2 separate regions of the Drosophila melanogaster genome follow, and region 2 is linked to region 1. The links are chromatin contacts, called in public Hi-C maps. All regions are on one chromosome and are shown on one strand. The core of a region is the stretch at or near the end of the contact, and the rest is flanking DNA. Distances in the headings are between cores, read along the strand shown.

Evidence for each region. Hi-C and Micro-C count contacts between places; a contact is called where the count stands out from the background.
Region 2: a contact with region 1 is called in a Hi-C map of the Kc167 cell line, with 1.6 times the contacts expected there. A contact is called at or near these places in 33 of 107 Hi-C or Micro-C datasets (the Clone 8 cell line, the D17-c3 cell line, the Kc167 cell line and 12 more).

The regions. Positions count from the first base shown.
Region 1 is chr3R:6,473,418-6,481,123 of dm6, reverse strand. CG15186 reads right to left here and starts at 2,813. Exons shown (of 8, transcript NM_001300271.1): 1 at 2,700-2,813; 2 at 1,740-2,361.
Region 2 is chr3R:6,523,912-6,531,617 of dm6, reverse strand. CG15185 reads right to left here and starts at 4,110. Exons shown (of 1, transcript NM_141403.2): 1 at 2,944-4,110. The coding sequence starts at 4,089. The coding sequence ends at 3,061. dpr11 (defective proboscis extension response 11) reads left to right here. Exons shown (of 8, transcript NM_001275391.1): 8 at 1-2,449.

The DNA of each region.
Region 1 (7,706 bases), core at 1,564-4,063:
GTGGTGACAAAGATGCTGCTGTGTGGATTTACTGGGTCATCCGCAGTCGTTCCAAAAAGGTGAGAGAGTCGGTTCTATTTTTACCAACATGCCACAAGTTGCAATGCTCGGACGTCGCAAAGAGACGCTGCGATACAAAACGAAACGAAATGAAAGCAAGAGGAATTTGTAAACAATAAATTACAAATTAAATTACCATATGTGAGCAATTTGCCGTCTTTGCTGAGATTTACAGCGCCCAACACTTTTCGATTTGTTGTTGCTGCGAATTAATTTCAAAATAAAATCAATGCGTCAAGCAATTCGAATTGGTTCCACACGATCCGGCTGGGCTAATTGAAGGCTTTTGGAAAACTGGGTAAACACTGGGCGGAAAACTCGATTCGTGGCGGATGATCGATGAACGATCAAGGTAACGGAAGCGAGACCGTTTTAATTGCCGACACAAGTTTGCATGGGAATCGTTTACATAGCACCCGCATTGATTCATGGGATATAATTTTGAAGAAAAAAAACACCCACAAACAAGTTCCATGAGCCACATACGCGTAAAGTCGAAACGGAATAATGTACAAACGATTCTTCTATTTGCCTTTCATTCATTGCTAATTGCTCGGACTAAATGATGAATATGTTTTTAATAATTGAATCTCAATTATGAGCAATACGCGGATAAACACACAGTCGGGGGGCTTCAGCTGGAATAATTTGCTGGCCAATTAAAATTGAATACAATCCATTTTCCCCGCCTCCCTGCTTGCTTGAACCTCATTTTCACGAAAGACGAATTTGGCTGGAATCCCGCTGATGATTGGCGGTTGAGTAAATCGGGTAATTGGGTAAAATCGTTTTCAAGTATATTTTACGGCCTAATTGGAATTTATTTTCCGATAGTGCGCTTCTCGATTGACCTATAAATACGTTCGCATTTTTCTTGCAACGCTTTGCTCCTGCATGTTTTTTTTTTTTTAGCAATACATTTATTTGCCCAATAAATTCCTTGGTACAAAACAAAGAAAAAACAATTGAAAAAATAAAACGTTGAATAATTCGACTCCAATTATTTCTGAATTTTATATTTTCCCAATTGAGTTATGTTCATTACATTATTCGTACAATTTAAACTAATGGATGCGAAGTCTTTGAATTTGTCTGTCTTATTTAAGAGCATAATAAATTCCAAAAATAATTTATGAAATCGGTATGATTCTTAAAAATACCTAATAATCAGTGGTCAATCATAAAAAGATTTTTAATAACCATAAAAAAAATGCTACGGCTGAATAATCCTGTTGGCCGATTAAGACCAGTTAGACATTATCATTTAAACATTAATTTTCATTGTTTTATTTAGCTGAATGTCTCATAATAATGATTCCCCTCTGGCTAAACACTCATATATATTAAATAATGATTGTTTTGGTTTTTTATGAGTTCCACCAGAAGGACGTTTCGAATGTTCCGCATGGTGCATTCCAATATATTTTGATTTGGGGACTCCCTACCAACTGGCAATCGAAAACTTCGGGGTAACCAATTTGCAACTGGCACTCCTTGGGGATGTGGATTACATGGATAGTTTGCGATTGCCTCTCGCTCTAAGCCAAATAAACACGCTCGGGTGGCTCACGGCAGCAAATTAAAGCTCGTGGGCCGTGGGGTGTACATACTGTGGTGATGGGTTGCTACTGGTGGTGTGTGGCACTGTGGTCGGAATATAGTACATAGGTGCAACCTACTTGCTTTGGTGGGCGATGAGCTCGACTGCGTTGATTTCCGCTGATTGCCGTCGCTGTTGTCGCCGTTGCTGCCGCTGGCGCGTCCGCTAATTAAATTGTCATCCAAAGAAATGCCGTCGAGCCAATGCATGACATTATTTCCCTTTGTTGTCTACACGCACACATCCGTGTGGCACACACGGCTAACACTCGGAGAACATCGCACCGGCGGCAGGTGGATAAATCACATTTCAACAGCAGCTTGCCCAATTGATAATTTCATCCCAGAACGCTGACACTTCATTTTCGTTTGTCCCCGGATACCGATTCCCCTGCGACTGGGCTTGTATCTTTCACATATTTCGTTTTACACTCTCGGGGCAATGGCAGTTGACATTTGTTGTTTGCTTCCACAATCGCACTCACACACACTCAGCTAATAATTCAACAAGTATTGAATGGTCGTTTAGGCCTTTTCCTTCGCCACCATCTTCGTCTATTCGATTTTCCGTTACTCGTTTGCGCCTTTTACTTTGGCTCTCACTTGCTATTGGCTTTCAACAGCACGCATACGCCCCGTGTGACATAATTAGCACATTGCACTTTAAGGCACTTTCGAAGAATTAACACATTGGCTGCAGTACTGCTGGAACACAAAATAAAAGAAATATTTATAGTGGCTATAGTGGTTTCGATATTTTGGGATTTTGATTAACACACTTTGAATTAGCACAGAATAGATAAGGCATTGGTTATTTTTGCGCTTATCGACGAGGCACCAATTTCATTGTTGATAAATTATAAAAGATTCCGATAAAATGTGGAATTCTTTTAAAATGCGTTTTATAGCACACACTTGAAACTCTCACTATCTTATACAACAATTAAATAATATTTGGTTGAGGAAAGGTTTGAACTTTATGATAGCTGTGCGATCACTCCTTAGACTTTAGTTTTCAAGGTAACTGTGGCTACTCCCACCAACTAGAAAAATGATCCCCTTTAAGATCTCAAAATCGAAGCGATTATTTCGATAGTTCGATAATTCCAATCGATTGCTTTTCGCGCCTGCGACTTGTTGTTGGCCCTCCGGCTAGCCGGCTGCTTCTGACTGAGAATCGGACGCTGACCGGACTGTGCCAGAGATATAGAGATATAGACGGAGAGACAGCGAGACAGAGAGGGCCAAGTCGGTGGAGACAGCGTCAGCGAGTGTGGCGCATTTCCAATCGTTTCGCACATTATTGTTTCCATTGTGTTCGATATTTGTATTTTCTTGTACTTTTGTTGCCCGGGCACACACACTAATATATTTGCCTCAATTTATTGTACCATCGCCTGTTTATTTTATACAAGTCCGGCCGTACTAGTGTTACGATAGGAACAGAGGGAAACTGAAATGGTTGGCCGCTTCTGGCCAATTTCGTATTAGACATGTCGGCAGATACGATTCGTGTGCGTGTTTACCTCCGACCACGTATTAAATGTGAGCTCATTGGGGGCGGCCTGGAGATAAATATTACCTGGCTGCCCTTCGGGGGCATTCTGCGATTTCTACATTAGCATTGGGCAAATGGAAATCGAGTGAAATTCGGAGAAAATCTGAATAGAACACCTACAAGTTGCACTGGCCCAGGACCCAAGAGCCATACTGTTTGTAAAGTCGGCAGTCGGCCAGACAACTAGTCCTATTATGCCAAATAAATATTTCCGAATTTCGGAACGGAGCCCACTCGATAAATCATTCATTAGGCACTGAAAATGTCTCGCTTTTGAAATATTATGTCAAAATGTGTCAAACAAGAATTTAAGCATTTTGAAAACATTCAGCTGCATTTTAATGGGGTGGATAGTCTGAAGAAATGAAAATGTTTTATCGCTCAGTTAATTTGAGAAATTCAAAACGATTTCCGATGGTCTTTAATGTCTAATTGCTTGAGTTGTTCCAATGCCGAATGTTTGTTTACCCAGTAGCATGTGTAATTTATTTAAAACATCTGACTAAACAATCGAACCGGTCAATACACAAAGAGTTTTGGTTTCAAAGAAGAGGTCGGCGATCGGCTTTCTGAAGGTTATCCATAGGCTACAACTTGTGATTTTTCTGCAGATGAATTATAGTTTTAAAACTGTTTTTCTAAGCTAGAGGCTATCATATATATTTTTCAATACATATTCCATGCGATCTGAACCAGTGTGCAAATAATGGCAGCTTGTCAACAGTTCAATATGTCTTGCTTCTTTCCTTCTATTTACTTTTGAAATACTATGTTTTTTTTTCTAGTAACCCAAAACGAAATGTTTACGAACACGGACCGGGCAGCGAAAGACCATTAAATGTTTCGTTCGAGAGTTTTGTTTCAAATTGAAATTTCAGTGAAATTGGTAAAATCGCATTTTCAACGAATAATAAATGCTCCAAACTGATTTATTAAAAGAGACGTCACGGGTGCACTGCATTCGCCGATGCCTGCGTCAATCAGTGGTCTGCACTTTCACATATTTTCAATGATAAACACGATATTTGTTTTGGCAGGCCCTGCTTATTTACATTTCAATCACAAAACAATTTCACTTCCGCATCGCCTGATCGCGCCACGCGGCGTATGAGTAATATATGACCTGGGGGATGGAAACAAAGCACAAACAACGTCCGCTGGCGTTGAAAGACCGACTTATTCTGCAGTCGCATCGAACCCATAGCTCCGAACAGCTGTCTTCCAGGCGTCCAGACACCCCGCCTGCCACGTCCCGCCCCATTTCCACCCCCCCACTCCTCCGCGATGCGCTTGTGTGCGTGCGTAGGCCGTAAGTACTGCCAGACAAAGCATACGTCTGTATTGGTGGCCCCATCCAACGTGCCTTATGCTATGGAAAATTAAAAGAATCAAAGGCAACGGCAAAGAGGAAAATTAAGTATTTAGTTGTGGTATCGTATCCAGCCTAGACATGCATACTGGCTTGCTTTCTAACCCCAAGGTGCCGGGAAATGCCTATAAGACATGTTTAGGGTTGCACTAAAGGGGTAATATTAGCCTAGGGTTCGCTCTGCATTAGATGTTACAACTGGCCAGAATTATTTTGAATTCGATTAATATTTCAGTTAGCAGATAAGACTAGCCATTTAATTCTTACACTTAACAACAAAATCCCCTAACTTTCATTTCATGGGAACTATTTGAATTTGCATGTCAACTTTCGGATTATTTTAAAATATATTGCTATGTGGAGGTAGACCTTGCTTTTTTTTTATCATAACTACCGATTGTACCAGTTAAACAGGGCTACCAGCTATAGACAGTTGGTTCACCCCATTAGTAAGCGTCTCAGCCTCTGGTTCCATGTGTGTGTGTGTTCTTATGTCAAAGCTGAATGGAAAAGAGTAAAAATAAAATGTGTAAGGGTCGAGATAAAATGCATTGTTTCAGGATGGCGAGAGAAGCAAGAAAAAATGGAAAATACTTTTACACAAAATGTGTAAGAATTATTGGGGGTGATGGTGCATGCAAGGCAAAGGAAATTGCCTATATGGTTGTCAGGCCCTTTCATTCCAGGCTTAAGTAGATGTAAGAGATGCCAACACTTTCGTCGGCTAATCATAAAATAAGTAAATTTATCGAACAAGAGTAAATTTTTTGTTAATAATACAAAAATGTAATTTCACATAAATATGTGCTTCCTGAGAAGAGTAGGCAACCCTGGTCTAGTGATTGCCTGTTTCCTTGGCCTCCTTGGAATTGCGGCAATTAACACATCAATGTACGGCGATATCGATGGTGGCCTACCACCCCTTTTTAGCCCAGCAATGCCCACTTCCATTCCCACGCCCACATCTACCAGCCACCCACGTTACGGAATAGTCTTCAGAGAAGGAAATAAATTATTCTATTTGAAAGCTTTTAAAGCGTCCACACTCGGCTAAGGCTGTTGGCATTAAAATGCATTTATTTGAATTTCTGGTTGATATCGAAGAGCAAACAGAAACGACGCCCACTTGCAGTATTTATTGTGTTTCCAGTTGGGCAGAGTCACAACCTAACCTTTGATGCTGCCTTTTGGAGGGTGGAGGGGGACAGTTCCCACCCTATGGCTCCTCCCACAATTTGAGCCCTTCCACGTGCGGTCTTTTTTGGTACATAACTTGATAATTTATTGTGTTACGTATACGCAGTGTGGGCGGGCAATGGAATTGAAATGAATTTCACAAACAACAGAGGCAGTGGGAGAAAATGTTTCATAAACGTTGCCAAAGGACTTCAAACCTCCCCAGAAAAAGTGCAATTGTTTCGCTTTGTTTCGAACTTCGATTGCTGGGTAATTTAATCCTTGTTTGGCGGGTATTAGTGGTTTGTGCTACCTCAAACTGCTCGAAACTGTAATAAAAATTATTTATTGAAAGGCAACAAGTGCACTTATCGAGTGACCTCCTTGCCAAAAGCGAAGGTCGCGAATTTAGACTAAGATAGCGAGGAGGAAAAGCGCAATGGGTGCAATTAATGTAAGCATAATAGGATTCATAACTGTGCAAATATTTCAAACTCAAAATATCCTCATAGACAATAAGACAATAATAACTTCAATAGCAATTATCGTTAATTGTTATGGCCATTTAAATTTAACGCATCATTAACAGCGCCAAAGAAAATAAACAACAGAAACAGAATCGGAATCGGACTCGCGCGCAGAGCTTTAATGTGTGCAAAGCGAGCTTTGGGACAAAAGCTCCAGCTCGGAACACCAAAAGCAATGAAGAGAAAGTAAGAGAGTGAGAGCGCTTCCGCGTTGGTGAAATTCGCTTTCTATCTCTCTTCGCCTTTCGTTGCCTACTTTTGGGCGTCCGTTTTTATGACCGTTGACCCACGACCAATTGCCAGCTGAGCGTGATGACAAATTTAATTACCAACACCCGAAATAATAAAAGGATCCCCTGAAAAACACCCAGAGGAAAAAACGCGAAGCGAGGCTGCTGCTGCTCCTGCGGACCGAATGCGATAATCCGAGTTCAATGGGACGTACCAAATTTATGGGGATTATAAAGCGTGCGACATGCGTTGCCAATTCGACAAGGTCAAGACTTTAATTTGAAGAGACTCAATTTGCAACTTAACCCGATATCCGTCCGATATCTGCACGGTATTAAGTTTGAAGGCCCCTTCAGCGGCATATGTTGCCGATACTGTTCTGCTTGTTCGGATACTTGCCAGTTGGAGCTGACAAGTGTCCTGAATAATTTATGACTTGCCCCGTTTGGAGTGCAACATCTGCTTCTGCTACCTCGATGTCCACCGACTCGGCATTAATTTTAATTTGCTGGGGACTCGAAATTCTTCAAGACCAATTCCCAGCTGCTTAGAAGACGGAGGTGCCAAGGCGACTCTTTAACGCCCATCCCCCCGTCGGTCATTACGTTCAATTGGAAATTTGTGAGCAGCTTTTACTTGATATTCCATTATTATTGCTTGGGGTGGAATCCGATCCAGACTTCGTTTGGGGTGCGCATTTGCGCGTGCATCATCCGCACCCTTTTCACTTTAGCAATTGCTTCTGCTGCGGGTGATACTGGCACCAACAAGTGGCAATTGAATGTGGCAATCACATCCGCATGATACTGTTATTGGGTGTTAAGCAGGGGCTAAATGGTGCAAAGTCCTTCCGCGTAAACTCCTCCGATGACCCCAGTATATTTATCCTATTTTCACTTGGCAACTTTAGGTTGAAAGCTAGGGCCATTCGTTTTGAGTCCGCAATTATTATTCATTCGCCATAAAATAATAATATAACAACAATAAAAGTATTTGAGTTTCAATGAATAATGTTATCTATCAACAAATTTCTGATTTTGTGTTTTCTCAGTGCATGCGGTTTCAATTGTTCTCGTTGAAAGATGTACGAAAACACATTTCCCGCATTTCGAATGGCATTCGATTGCCTTATATTTCGAATAAAATAAATTAGTATTAGGCAAACAATGTTCTGCAATGCTGGAGT
Region 2 (7,706 bases), core at 2,861-5,360, 49 kb before region 1:
TAGACAGTGAGAAGATGGGGGAATCCCAACACTCTGCCAACGTAAAAAGTAAAAACCAAATACATTCGATAGGCCCAAATAGCAAAAGCGAGAAGAAAGGAGAGATTTAACGTAATAACCGAGTGCATGTTGTAAGCTAGTTGATTTTATCCACTAACTCTATTAACCAATACATATAGAGGATGAGTCCGTATCCCAGACAGTTTTGAAAATCCCGAGCCCCAGTTAATCGTAAGTTCTATCGGCTCTAAGCGAACTAGTTAGTAAGCCCCTAGTCTTAGGCTGACTCCTAACTGAATTTGTTACGTAGTTACGTTTGGGTTTTTCTGTTCAGTTCGTTTCGGATCGGTATTGTTTGGTTGCGGGAATGGCGGGGCCTATGTTTTGTGGAAAATACCGAGTAAGTTTGCATAAATGAATAACAGTAAATATTTATGCAGTCCGATGTGAAACTGCATCGATATCCTGAAACCATTCGGACCGCATGGGCGAGCCGGTCAGGAAGGGGAATCGGGATCTGGGAAATTCCTGCCATCAAACGAATGCCATTTTGGAAAAATGCTACTCGAATTCATTTGCATGGCAATTTGAGTCTGGAACAACATTTGCTGTCTCCTTTCTATGCGGCGACATGCTGAACTTTTCAATTAGCCATATCTCCCGCACTTCTCGCACAGTTTTCGTCCACCACCTCCTCGTTCTCTCTCTCTCTCTCTCTTTCTCTCTCACTCACACACGGATGCCGGACAGTTTTGAATATTTATTATTTTTAGCAAATACTAGACTCTGGCCGGTGACCTCGTTTCTGGTCAGGGGAAATAAAACTTCTTACGCCAATAAATTTGAAAAATTGAATAGGCCGTCCCAGGGATCGGAGAAGTTCTGAATGATTTCCAAGGAGTATATTCAGCATTATCTTTGGCAAACATAGCACCCACATATTCGGAGTCCGATGTGGTATGTGCCACATCGCAAACATTTGCATAGCCAATTTATGGAACTCTATTTTATGTGCTCTTATCTCACGAACAAGCTCGAAACATGCGGGAAAACCCAAAATTCATAAAGTAAATATTGCGTAAGAACAAAAAATTATAGCAAATACACTCATTGATCGGAATGGACGAAAGCAAAAACAATTTAATTGATAACGAAAGTAAATTTATTGAATTCAGCGGACTGAATCGCGAACTGTATATAACTCTATTGCGAAATCGTTCAGCAAAATGTAAATTAATTGAATATACAAATAATATAAATGGCAGAATCCAACCAGAGACGTATTCCAAACACTAATGAATTGCATTTAAACGATACAAATAAATACATAAAATAAATAAATAAACAAATAGCGGCAGGAGACAAAGGCGCAAGGCGGCCAAAGAAATAAATAAAACGAATCAAACGGACAAAATGTAAACATCGTGTGCATCGCCAACCCGCAGGCTCGGCTCGTATTTATTTATCCACTTAACGTCCTTTTTAATTACACGCACTCCCCCGATCCACGGCAAATCCCATAAAAATCGTCTGAAATTAATTAAAGTTGTCTCTGCTCGTGAATTTGTGTGTACGTAGAAATTGAGGCTGCAGCGTCAACTTAATTGCAATTAGGTGCAGGCCCACTCCCACTCAATCAATGCCCTCAAAGCGGCATTAATTATGTGTGCGATTGTCCCAAGGCGTCGGCTGTCACACCCTGCGTATACTGGATGCGCCCGTCTTTGAGCGCTTAACAAATTGATCCCGGGCCAAGTTAACCGCAAGCAGCTGTGAGCCAACGCAAACACGCTTCGCAGACAGACGGGCGAGAAAAAGCCACGGAAATAAATTTCTGTGGTCAATATTACAGCAGGGGCGGGCTTTTCTTTTTACGGGTGTGGACAATTAACACATTCCGGCTTGCATGCATCAAATGTTCGCGGTCTGCGGCTAACCACCTTTCAGCCACCCACCCCACAGCAGCGCCCAACCCTGACACTTATGTTCAGCCTTTTAATTTCCCGCCAAAAAGCCACCAACAGCCGGTTGGACACCCCATTTAAGTGAATGTTGAACAATGACAGTTTGTTAGACCTAAGCGGCGTACATATATGACCATAGGCAAGTACGATACAAATCGAAATCAAAATACATTTCTAAGCTCTTAAGTGTTTTTCATCAACTCGATTAACGTGTAGACGCCATTCGTGTAATTATCAACACCCGACTAATTGTAAATAAATCGCATTAAACGCAAAAGTCCCAAATTCGCAGAGGTGTGGACGTTACCTTTTAAAGACAGACACTCGAACACACGTGTACTCATGATATAGCAAAGTTTAATGTTAAGTACCGACTAATAACGAAAATACTTACATACACATATACATATGTAAACGAAACTAAGAACTATGTGAACTTTAACTGACAAATTTATTGCATTACATACAATAAAATAATACAATTGAATAACTTAAAGAAGTCTTTTCATTGGAGTTTAAGAAAAAAAAAGTCCAACACTTATGGTAAGTACAAATTTAAAAAAAAATTATTCATTTATTTATTTATTTAATCATAAGCAAGATTTATTATACATCTGGTACATACAGCAATGTGCAAAATAGTTAAAATTTTTATATGCAAACCACATTTTAAAGCATTCATTTAGTTATCTGAAAATCTAAGCTTAAAATGCCTTTTTTTTTAAGCCACAGAATTATTTATCATTACTAGTTTTTTTCCCATACATCTTAAAAATAAAACATTTCAAAATTCACTGACGGGACAGTTTTTGATTTTCTCTTCTTATCTTTAAAACCTTATATGATTAATAAAAAATAATCACATAGTGTTCATTATAGGAACCCATTTCTGATAACAACATGTTAAAACAAAGCCTGTATATTTTAATTTTAAAAAATTGACAGACACCTTAAAAGTTACAAGGACAACCGTTATTTTATCACTTATATTCAGTTTTCTGGTTATTCTTGTGTTACCTTCCCAAATGCTCAAACTAGCCACACATGATGATATGATGAAAATATGAAATTGATTCGATGCGATGCCGGGGAACTATTAGTTTGGAATTTGGTTCACCACGGAAAGAACGGGGCAGGTCTTTTTGATAATGATACGACGGAGGTGGTCGTTGATGGCAAATCCGCGAATGACGTTATTGAGCATTATGCCTAACACCTCGCCTGTGCTGTCATCGGTCATGGTCTGAGGAACGAAGTGGTTCACGGCATATGCCATTACAACGGCCGACTTCCTGTCCATGACAATGGCGGCCACCAGGCGACCGATGCTCTGCGGTCTGCTCTGGGGAGTTTCCCCATCGGTCATGAATTCCTTGGCCAAGGCGAGACCCTTGGCAACAAAAGCAATCGTGTCGTCGTGCACATAAGCGGGGGCCTCTAAATAGGCGGCCGCCGAATGCAGCAGGATGCAGGACACCTCCTCCATTTCGGCCCAGAAGACGTTTCGTGAGGTTTTGAAGTGACGAGGACAATGGTCGGCATGCAAGCTGGGGATCGATGGCGGCGAGTATGCCTGGAAGACGAAGTCATGGCTGTGATAACAGATTACGCCTGTCACATCGGTCACTTCTCCAGGTGAATGGCTAATAGTATCAGACGCGATCGTCTTGTAGGTTACATTGTTTGCATTCAAGTTATCTCCCTGCTCTGCAAAGAATCCCGAATCTGGAAACGTGAAATTTGGACCGTGAATGTAGACCATAAGTTTTTCTGGTTGAAAGAGCTCGGTATTCTGGATTAGGGCCGAAACGTCTACATCGTAAGTGACATTTTTTTTCCTCGAATCGTGGTCTACGACCTCGTTTAAATTCTCTTCTGGAGTCATTTCATTCTCGCTATCCGAGATTTCGTAAATTATAGGAGTGTCCATTACTTCCTCTAAAGCTCCGTAGTCTTTGACGTCGGCTAGAATCTCTTCTGGGGTCACGTCCTCTTCGCTTTGCCAGACGTCATCATAGATTGGGGCAGGATCCTCCCCGAAATTAATTTCATTGTCGTAAATAAGTAACAATTCATCTTCAGCATGCGCAATAAAGACTTGGTCACAAACAATGTGGGTATCCATTGTATAAGCTATTTATAGTATTAATTATCTTATTGTCAAAAAAAAACTTTCTTCCGAAACGTGCTATAGCCAGGGATGGAGATACCCACTTATCGATAAAACTATTTTTCTGGGTGAATGGCGATATTGGGGATTAGTTATATAATTTAATTTGTAAAGTTAGAAAAAACAAATATTGCGTTTTTCATACACTGTTAAATATGTGATTCCTTGGAAATTTAACAGCGATTGTTATCATTTTTACAAGCCTGCTACACGAAGTTATAAACACGGCCATATTGTTTACGAAAGAACTAGTTTCTTAAGAGTTTTCTCCACATCTCAATTTTATAAGATGACAACACTGCTTAATCGATTTTAAAAGCAGAGGTGATGAATAGCAAATTGACCAAATATGAGATTTAACAATCATCAATTTAACGCAATAGTGCAACAATCATCTGAGTGGTAGAAATATTTTAAGCTTGGTGTTTGAAAAACGAATAATGAAATGTTAAAACATTAGTGTCGGAATGTGAATGGAACCAGTTTTGGGTGTATTTACAACGGAAATATAAAATTAAGCCATCCGAGCCAACGGGGTGGACAATGGAGTCAACAGTCGGGTCAAGGTCGACTCGTTGTCTAATTCCAGGCGAGGCAACAAGGACAAACGTGACTGAAAGGATTGAGGGTTTGATCCGGCCATTTTCCATTAGGACAGCCGACGTCCTGCAATTGTTGTCGACCGCATTGTGTCTGGCAAATAAATTAAAACGGGGAACATCGAGAGATTTACAATAATAGTAGCCCAGAACATTAATAAAACGGATAAAGTTCGTAATCTGTTGGCATGCATGTATGTATATTAGGAAACGTAATAGAAACAAAATATATGTAGTTCGTTCTTCTGGAACTATAGCATTCATTTTCATTTATTGATTATTTTCCAGTGAAATTTAATTTACTGTAAGTTACTTGAACGTTACTTGAGAGATTCAGAGATCCTTGAACATATTTTAATTACATATGCGGGACTCGAACTTGTCCTAAAAATCCTAATGGAGTTATGTGGCGTTTCTTCGCGCCATTCTCGTACTTGGAGGGGTTTAAGTTATACGAGTGTAACAAACATCCTGCGGTCAAGTCGCCATAGGAATGTCAAAAGAAGAACTCTATACTTTGCAGACTGCCGATTCTTGTGCGAGGCGGAGAGTAGTGGTTGTGTAGAGTTCACAAAAAAAATTAACAAGTGAAGGGGGATATGATTAAAAAAAGTTTGTAAAGCCCAATCATTGCATCAAATTTTTATTAACGAAACTATTTGCTTTAAGATTATTTTTTGCCATTTAACACAGTCTTGGCTTATATTAGTTTACCATTTTGAGAGAGTTCTTCGTATCTAAATCTGATAATTTGAATAAGCTTCTCCAAACTTGCTTTGACCTGCGGCCCTAAAAGAATCCTCATAACGAATGCCTGGCAAGGATTTGTCTCAACTTTCGAACGCAGCTTTCGAATGCAAATTTAATGCAGCAGCCAACGCTGCGAAGCCGCATAATTCTCGAAAGGGGGACTAATGAGGGCTTATTCAACGGGGGGCGTGGCAGGCAAAGGAAGTGCCTGCAGGCTGACCAGGCTCATCTGTAGCTTTTGCTTTTGCTTGGCTCGTAACAGGGTCAAACTGTAAGTAGGAAATGCAAAGGGCATTCACATTTTGATTTCATTATTGCCATTTTCTGGGCTGCATATTCAGACTGACTTCCGAGTGCAACGTCACCGCCTTAAGGATGGGTTTCACCTGCTTTTCCTCTAATAAGTGAGAGTCTGAATGCGACGAAGTGGGGTGGTGTGTGCGTGTGTGGGTGTACCCATTGTATATGCTCTTCTCACAAGGTGAGCCATTGAAAGGAGCCAGGATCAAGGAGCACAGGATGGTGGCTAATGCCAAAGAGCCTCTGCTTCGAGCAGCCGTACACACACACACACACACACACACACACACTTGTGCACTACAAAGATTCCTTTCAATTTGGGGGCGGAAAAGTTTTCGGGGCTTTCGGAATCAAAGCCAAGCCGAGCGGTTTGAATAGGATTTGTGATTGCAAAGGACCATGTCTAAACGCGATTTTATTACCGAAAAGGATGCATTCGCATCGGGATGTATTCCTTCGGCACCGCAGCGCTGTTGGTCATTTGCCAAAGTTTTGCAAGGTACTTTCGGTGCCCTTCAGGTGTTCTTGGGCTTAACATAGATTTTTTCAACGGATTTTTAAGAGGAATATAATTTTAGGCATTTATCTTATCATGTTTTTCCAGATTTAATCAATTACAACAAAAAAAACACATTTGAATTACAGTATACTCCATATTTTAATAGAAACATTTTTACCAAGTGGAATAATATTTAAATTTCATTTCTGACAAACAATTGGTGAAGCTTTTTGCACGATAAATATAAGCGGAATATATCAGAATATTAATAAATTTATATAAGTATTAGGAATAAAGATAAACATGCTTTCATATTGGCTTTGATTTATATCAAACAAATAAAAACAATAAAATTAGCCCGTTTGTGTTAAAACGCTTCTAAGACGACTAAACCGTTTTAAAACGAATTCCCACCATAAATCATTGGCCCAAACTTTACCCGAAACATTACCAACTGCTGCAAACATATTTCCCGAAATTATGCAGAAAGAAAAGGTCGTTTCCGGTGGCCGAAAAGGCAGAGAAAGTGGAAAAGTGGAAAAACGGAAGCATGCAGGACATGAGTAAACAAGGGCCGGCCAAGGCCGCTGGCCCAAAATTTATAAATTTCCGTTGAAAATGAAGTTTCAGAAGTTCTGCATCAATGGATTAATTTTACAGCAAAAGAACCCCAGAACCAAACCAAGTTGAACCCAAAACGGTAGCCGAAAATGGTGACACCGGACATGAAATAATTTCAATTTTTGGTCATTTCCCCAGCCGAAAAAGAAAGGAGCAGTTCCACCGAGAAATGAGTGAATTTAAATGTTTAATAAACTTTCGCCAACTACGCACACAAATGGCTGGGAATCTTCGCCACAGTTTTCCACCATCACCAGCCCCATACGCTTTTCTCTCCCCATTTCCCACCAAGCCGCAAACTGCGAAAATGGCGAAAAGGCGTCGCCGTCATTGCTTTACACTTTTCTTCTAGCACTTTTCATTCATTTAATTTTCCCGGTCACTTTTTTTTTTTTTGTATGTAGCCGCTTTTCCCCTTAGCAGATGGCACTTGGGTATTTAACGTTCGCTAATGCCTCCAGCCGCTGCCGCTGATGCCACCGCCTCCGTTGCGGTGCAAATGGGGCGTGGCATCGTCCTGGCCAGGCCAAAACCAAGGCGACAGTTGGCGGCCGTTTCCTAATTACAAATCACTGGCGGTTCCCACAGCGACGCCGAGGGAAAATGCTGGGGAAAATAAGAAAAAGAAATTACATTCTTTGCAGCAGCAGCAGCAGCAGCAAGTTCCCCTGTTTTGTTGCTGCTTTCTTTTCGGACTTTCTGGGTCAACAATTATGCAAAATACTGTTATTTTAGGAGCAGACCGTCGCATTTATCTGTCCCTTTTCTGGTTGGGACTTGCGGCCTTAAACAAAGCGCTACCT